Linked DNA regions of Mus musculus: region 2 is linked to region 1. A link is a contact called in public Hi-C data. All regions are on one chromosome and are shown on one strand. The core of a region is the stretch at or near the end of the contact, and the rest is flanking DNA. Distances in the headings are between cores, read along the strand shown.

The links. Hi-C and Micro-C count contacts between places; a contact is called where the count stands out from the background.
Region 2: a Hi-C map of liver shows a contact between it and region 1, with 2.6 times the contacts expected there. The contact joins two enhancer-like sites. A contact is called at or near these places in 1 of 484 Hi-C or Micro-C datasets (liver), 1 of 115 datasets of contacts at active chromatin or transcription factors (embryonic stem cells) and 3 of 9 other capture datasets (adipose tissue, liver and pancreatic islet).

What each region holds. Positions count from the first base shown.
Region 1 is chr8:93,161,947-93,165,183 of GRCm38.p6, reverse strand. No RefSeq gene overlaps it. Among named protein-coding and RNA genes, the nearest start is that of Ces1c, 32 kb to the right of the region's middle. Within about 2 kb of position 1,488, at least 2 of the 459 cell types and tissues checked have an H3K27ac peak or open chromatin away from gene starts, as enhancers often do. A contact at or near this core is called in liver, where this site is marked.
Region 2 is chr8:93,250,397-93,253,633 of GRCm38.p6, reverse strand. No RefSeq gene overlaps it. Among named protein-coding and RNA genes, the nearest start is that of Ces1e, 22 kb to the right of the region's middle. Within about 2 kb of position 1,678, at least 4 of the 459 cell types and tissues checked have an H3K27ac peak or open chromatin away from gene starts, as enhancers often do. A contact at or near this core is called in liver, where this site is marked.

The sequences.
Region 1 (3,237 bases), core at 239-2,738:
TTCACAGCAGATGTGAACATGTCTCACCTTTCCTTTCCAGAGAGATATTCTCATAAATGAAATGAGAATGACCAGAGTTTTCTAAGTGCTAAAGGCAATGTGTGGTCTAAATAAAAATACAAAATTAATTGAGAACCACAGACCCAAGAAGAGGCTTACACCCATTCCAGACTCCTCTGTAGATGTCCTCCAGGTGCTTATGAATAAGTCTGTGGACATGTTGCAATACTGGGATAAATTTTTCTCTAGGAATGCATAAAGCACACCACTACTCCATTTCCATAAGGGAACTATACTCTGCCCACATGGGGGAATCTTTAGATACCAGATGAAGGCTTATTGCAGCCAAAGGAAAAAGTTGTAAAGTTCTGTAACCCATTGCATGAATAGAACAAATAGTACTGGACCTAAGTCATCATTATTGCTGCTGAGAAACAGGGTCAGCGAAAAGACTTCATCTTACCCACCCAGGGTTCTAAGATTAAGACAGGACAATGACTACGTAACCCACTCCTCATTAGCATTGAGTCAGTAGATGTCCTGTATCAACTAACAGAAGTCAGCTAATGGGTGTGCCAGTGTGGGAGAACTCTCTGGAGTCAAGAAAGCAAGAAAAAGCAATTTCAAAGGTGTGAGGCAGAATTAAAGTGTGCTATTTTATTTCAAATTTTATGTAGCTTATATTGTAGTGTGAAGTTACAGTGTGATGGTTCAAAGATGGGTACTGAAAGCTCAAGCCAACCATAAACGATGTTTCAACCTTTGATCATTGTCTTTCTGCATCTGCCTTATTTAGCTTCATTTGTTGTTCTCCAGTTCCATTTATCTATCTTTTTGTAAACACAAAATTTTATTCTCAAAAATGAAGAACAGTCCATATATACAATGTGTATATATACCACATTTTCATTATCCACTCTCATGGGGCCAGTCCAAGTGAACAAGTGAGCAAATCATTAAGGGATAAATGATTTGCTCCTAGGGAAAGGAGAGCAGGGCAGGCTGTATGTCCTGAAAACAACTTAGAGCATCTAGAAGGCAGGGGAATACTAGAACAACATCATTTGTAATGCTGTCATTGATATCAAATCAGATTAAATATTAGTGGTTAGTCATGATATGGGTCTAAAATGACAAGTGAGGGGATCTTCACTGGACTCTTCTAGCTGAGTGGCTACAGCCCAGCATCTTGGTAGGATGGTGTCAGTAGGGCTCCAGAAGAAGAAACACCACCTGTGTATACATTATGGAACAGCCACCACCAGCAAGTCCAACATTGCCAAGACTGTTGCTCATGCTGACCCCTCTGTGGCCATGTCAAAAGGACTAGTCAAGGACTTTAACTGATGAGTGGACAACACGATTATCTGGCAGGAAGAAGAAAAGACTACATCCAAGGCAGTGGAGTCATCCAAGATCATCCTGGGAGGATCCAGTGTCCACATGGACTGCAAATCCCATGTGCATGGTAACCCATGGAAATACCATGCCCTTTGAGCAACACCAGCCATTGAAGGACAAGATCTTGAGATCTCTGCTCATGGGTGGACTGGGCTCAGTTTCAATGGATTGGTACAATTTTCAAACAAGAGATCAGCAACCTTTTCAAATGGACAGAGTTCAACAAATAGTGATTCATGAACTTTGAGGTACAAAAGGGCATGTTCAATAAATGCCCACTCACCACTCACCCCCCTTTTTTAAACATAAAATTCTAGGAAGGAGCTCTTGTTATTTGCCACATCCACTCTAGTAAAAGGTGTGTGGCTGGCCCAAAACCTTGGATGCGGTCCTGAATCAAAATGTTTCAGAGAAACTTAGTCTCCTGGAGCCGTGGCATCCTATAGCATGAATGCTCCACATTTGTCCCAGGTTGAGGGGCCAACTGAGTCCAGTCTGCAGCAGTTATTCCTTCTCACTCTGTGACTCCTATCAAATGATTGTCAAGGTACAATTACCATCCTGATGTCCATACAGATTTGTAGATTCTTTTATGAAAATTTGATTCATCTATGAATATATGAACCAGGGTAGGAATTCTTATAAGAAAAAAAAAATCACCCTGTGAAATTCACCATGCTGGCTCCACTTGGTTCAGTATTAATGATTGTGATGATGAACAATAAAATTATTACAGGTACATATAGCCTCTGATAATTGCCTTCAAGAATGGCTGGAGGATGCTATCGTTGTAGGATTTGGGGAATGGAGCCAGGTAGATGCTAGACAACCTAACCTAATTCTAATCAGGAAAACCAAGTCAGTGTTTTAATCCAGCAGACATGGTGAAAGATCATAACCAGGCATATTATACCAGCTCCTCAACATAGACTCAGTCATATCAAGTACAACCCCATGGAAGCAGAAATTCTACAGAAGGCCCAGAGAGATGCTTTTTCCAGAGGCAATCTCAACAAAGTAATCTTCCAGGTTAAAAAGAGGCTTCTGGACCCCTTTGGCCTGCTTAAAAAGGATGTCCAGAGATGTCTCTGGGCAGCTAGCATTTGCCTCTTTCACCCCCAATAAGGCTTCACAGGAGTTAGTAATGAGGAATGATAAGGTCAGTAACCATATGTTGACCAACCTAGATCCCCTTCATTTGGTTGTAGTGTTCAACAGTAAGCAACTGCAAACCCAGCAAATTTGGGATCTATTACTATGTCTATAGGATCTCTTACACCAGGAAGAGGTGTTCACATAAGTGACAATAACCAGGAATGATCCTTAGGGTAGGGTCAGTGCCCTGGTTAGTATAATATGTTCTGCCTGTTGGTAGTCCTGGGTAGGAGGAGCCATGACTCTACAGTTATGTTCTAGCTGACAATAGAGTGTGTCATGTATGGCTTCTTACATTTTGGTTGAGCTCTGTATAAACCATGTTGGGGCCAGGAAAAGGGGAGTCAGAAAGGTAAAGGAAGTGGTCTAATAGCTCAACAATCAAGAGAATTAGTATTTTATGGCTTTGAAGAAATACAAATAAGAACAAGTATAGCAGAGTTGGGGGAACATCAGTGTGGGAAGGTTAAGGGAATTTGTAGTAGAGTGGTGTGTATAGCACTAGCATGAGTTGGAGAAAAGGTGTGTTGTTCAATATCCATGAGTTTACTTATGTTTTCCTGTTTCTTTTGCTGTTGATTTCTAGGTTCATTTCATTGTTAAATATAATACCAAAAAAAATAAAAGCTTCAGTTTTAGTCATTGTGAAGTCTGCTTTGGGAACCATATTTTCTATTACAA
Region 2 (3,237 bases), core at 429-2,928, 88 kb before region 1:
TTATTGTTATATATGTTTAATAATAACAGGAAAAGCATATTAATAGCAGGAATCTTTCCTAAAACGAATCCTCTTACAGCCTTGCCTAATAAGAATGAATCTGTCACAGATTATATAATAATCCAAGGCAGACCATCTCAGGAAGATCACTTGCTAGTTATTTGCTTGTCCCATTATGGCTCCTGACAATGAATATTTTAATACACATGCTTTTCAAGAAAGCTATCCCAGTGAGAATGGTAAGGTAAAAGCAAAAGAGCAGGCATGAAGTTTGCCCTTAATTACTAAAAAAAGATGAACAAGGCTTTATCATGTGACTTTCCACAGTTATAGTGTTATTAGCTATTCTTGCTATAAAAATGCTCCCCAAATTACTATGAGGTTACTCCAGTGGTAAACTCATGATCTTGAAGTTAAAAAAAAAATCATGTGAAAATATGTGTAATTGGAGTCTATCTATGCATAACTTCCATAAAGCCTCCTTGATTTTCCTATTGTTCATTAAACATCAATAACAGGATCAGACTTACTGTACGCAGTTTGGAATTGGTTTATTGATGCAAAAGATTTGGAAGTTATACTCCCTTTTATACTTGGGTGTTTCATTGGCAATTTTTCTGGTAGAGAAATCTAGATTAGTCTTTTCCTTTCTGACCATGTATTTTGGATGAGATAGCTTGCTGCAAAGTGTTGGAGAATTAGGGATTAAGATCATGTCCAAAATGTGCTTTTGAGAGCAAACAGGGTTTACCGATAGTAGCCATGAGCTAATGTATGGATAGCCTCCTGCCTCCTGAAGGTGGTTCAAGGCCATTCATTCCAGTTTCACAGCAGCTAGAATGAGGACAGGGGTTAAGCTGCAGGGAGAGGAGGCAGAACTATCTGTTGAGCAAGAATGGAGCCAATGTTTACCCCATCACCTGATGACCAGTCTCTTGCACTCTGGATGACAAAGTCCAGAGTCAGGAGAAGAATATTGTAGAACCTTATTGGATTATTGATCCCATATCTATTTATCTTACTTATTTGCCCACTAAATAAAGACTTGTCCTCCAGCCTGTATTCTTCCTGACACACACCCAATAACCCAAGATTTTTATCTACTTCCCTTGGACTTTACCTAGTAATATTCACATGCCATTCACCCTTCCCAGAATGGCCCTGTGTTATGCTATCTCTAGACTTTTACACTTAAATCTTATTCTTCATGATTTCTGCTCCTTTTTCATCTCCTGTTATTACTCTTCCCTCAGCTGTAAGTCAGAGGTCCTCCTTGGTAATACCAACAAAAGACGTCATTCCTTCCAACTTCTGTATTCTTTCCATATCTCTCCTGGTTTATAACTTCCTTCTCAAAAGTCAATCAAGCATGCCCATGGTCCTTTCTTTACAACAGTGGTTCTCAATCTGTGGGTCTGAACCATTTCAGGAAGTCAAACAACCCTTTCACAAGATAGCATATCAGATATCCTGCATATCACATATCCTGCATATCAGATATTTGAATTATGATTCATAACAGTAACAAAAATATAGTTATGAAATAGCAATAAAATAATTTGATAGTTTGGGGTCCCCACAACATGAGGAACTGTATTAAACGGTCATAGCATTAGGAAGGTTGAGAAGCACTACTAGGTCAGCCCTCCTGAGACTGTACACTTCTCATCAATTGCTTCACCCAACATGTAGGTCAAAACCTCAGGATCTTAATGGATAAATATTTACAGAGGCTTCTGGGAAGGAGACAAAGGCCTTGTTTATTCCCAACATTATTTTTGTGACTATGTATAAAAATCTGAATACTTTTATATCTCCAATTCAAATTGGAGTTCACCCCTTCTCATCCCAGTTTGGAAGAACAGTTTTCCTTATCTTTATTTTACAGGAGAAGAAGCTGATGTCTAGAGAACTGAGATGACTTGTTCAAGGCCACATGCCTGGGAAGTGACAAAACCCACATGGAACTGAAAGACTCCGAGAGGAGCCCCTTCCTCAGGCCTCAGGACAATAGCGGACACCCAAGAACTCACGACAGACCGAGCTTGTTGCAAACCACATGAGGCTTTATTCGGGGAAAGACAGAGCTCTGGGGATGACTCATATCCCACGCAGGGGTAGAGGAGTCGACCTCGAGGGGAAAGAGTTCCCAGTTTTTATAGGCCCTCAGGGGGGAAAGGAGAAGGGGGAGATTAGGGGATTTCCAGATCTAAACAATGTCTATTCTCAAGAAATGGGTATGGGAGGGGTACAAGGAAAGAGTCTAATGAAGGTGCAGCAATGGGCACACACCTGGTCAGAACAATGGCAGACACACAGGTTTAAGGAGTGGCCAGAGCATTGTGCACCTCTATTTTTCTAAATCAATGAAGCTAGTTCTGCTAACACTGACGTCTATCTTGCCAATTTCAGGGCTTCTGTGTCCTTTTACATTCTGCCAGGATCTTTCAGAACCCAGGTCTGGACCTTCCCTTCACAAATGTCTTCATTTTATCTTGACCAGCAGGGTGTCTGTTCTTACCACACATGGTGACCACCATCCATGGCAAATCTCTGGACAAGTATGTTAGCTTAGAAGGGTTTGCACAGCCTGTGGCCATCTTCCTGGGAGTTTCTTTTGCCAAGCCCCCTCTTGGATCCCTAAGGTTTGCTCTACCACAGCCTGCAAAGCCCTGGAGCTTTGTAAAGAATGTCACCTTCTATCTCCCTATGTAAGTTGCAGGGATAGGCCTGGGTCTCTTTAGGTGGAGATTTGTAGTGTGCAGCAGCAGTAAAGAGACAAGGTAATCCTCTATTCAGCTGTACTTTATTCTAAAATTCTCAAGAATGCGATTAGACATTTGAGAATGGTCACAGCTTTCTGGAGTTCTTTACTGGGCATGTAAAAAGTGAGAACCTATAGTATGCCTGGTTTAGATTCTATTAGGAAATCTATTAGGAAATAAACCATTGACTCTTATCCTCATGGGGCTTATATTTAAGAGGTGGAGAAAGATGATGTACTGTGCATGAATTAATAAAGCAATTAAATACGGGTTACAATATGGTCAGTGTTTGAAAATGCTTACTCAGTAATGTTGAAAGAATATTTACTCAGACTACCTATTGTCCTATCTTGATTGTTGACACTGTACAGGAATTAACAAAGTAATGATGTTTATAGCTGCGTATTTTCAATCTGAGTAATATTTTGGGTGTCATGGTCACTCTGGTATGCTTAGTTCAGGTTCCCAACAT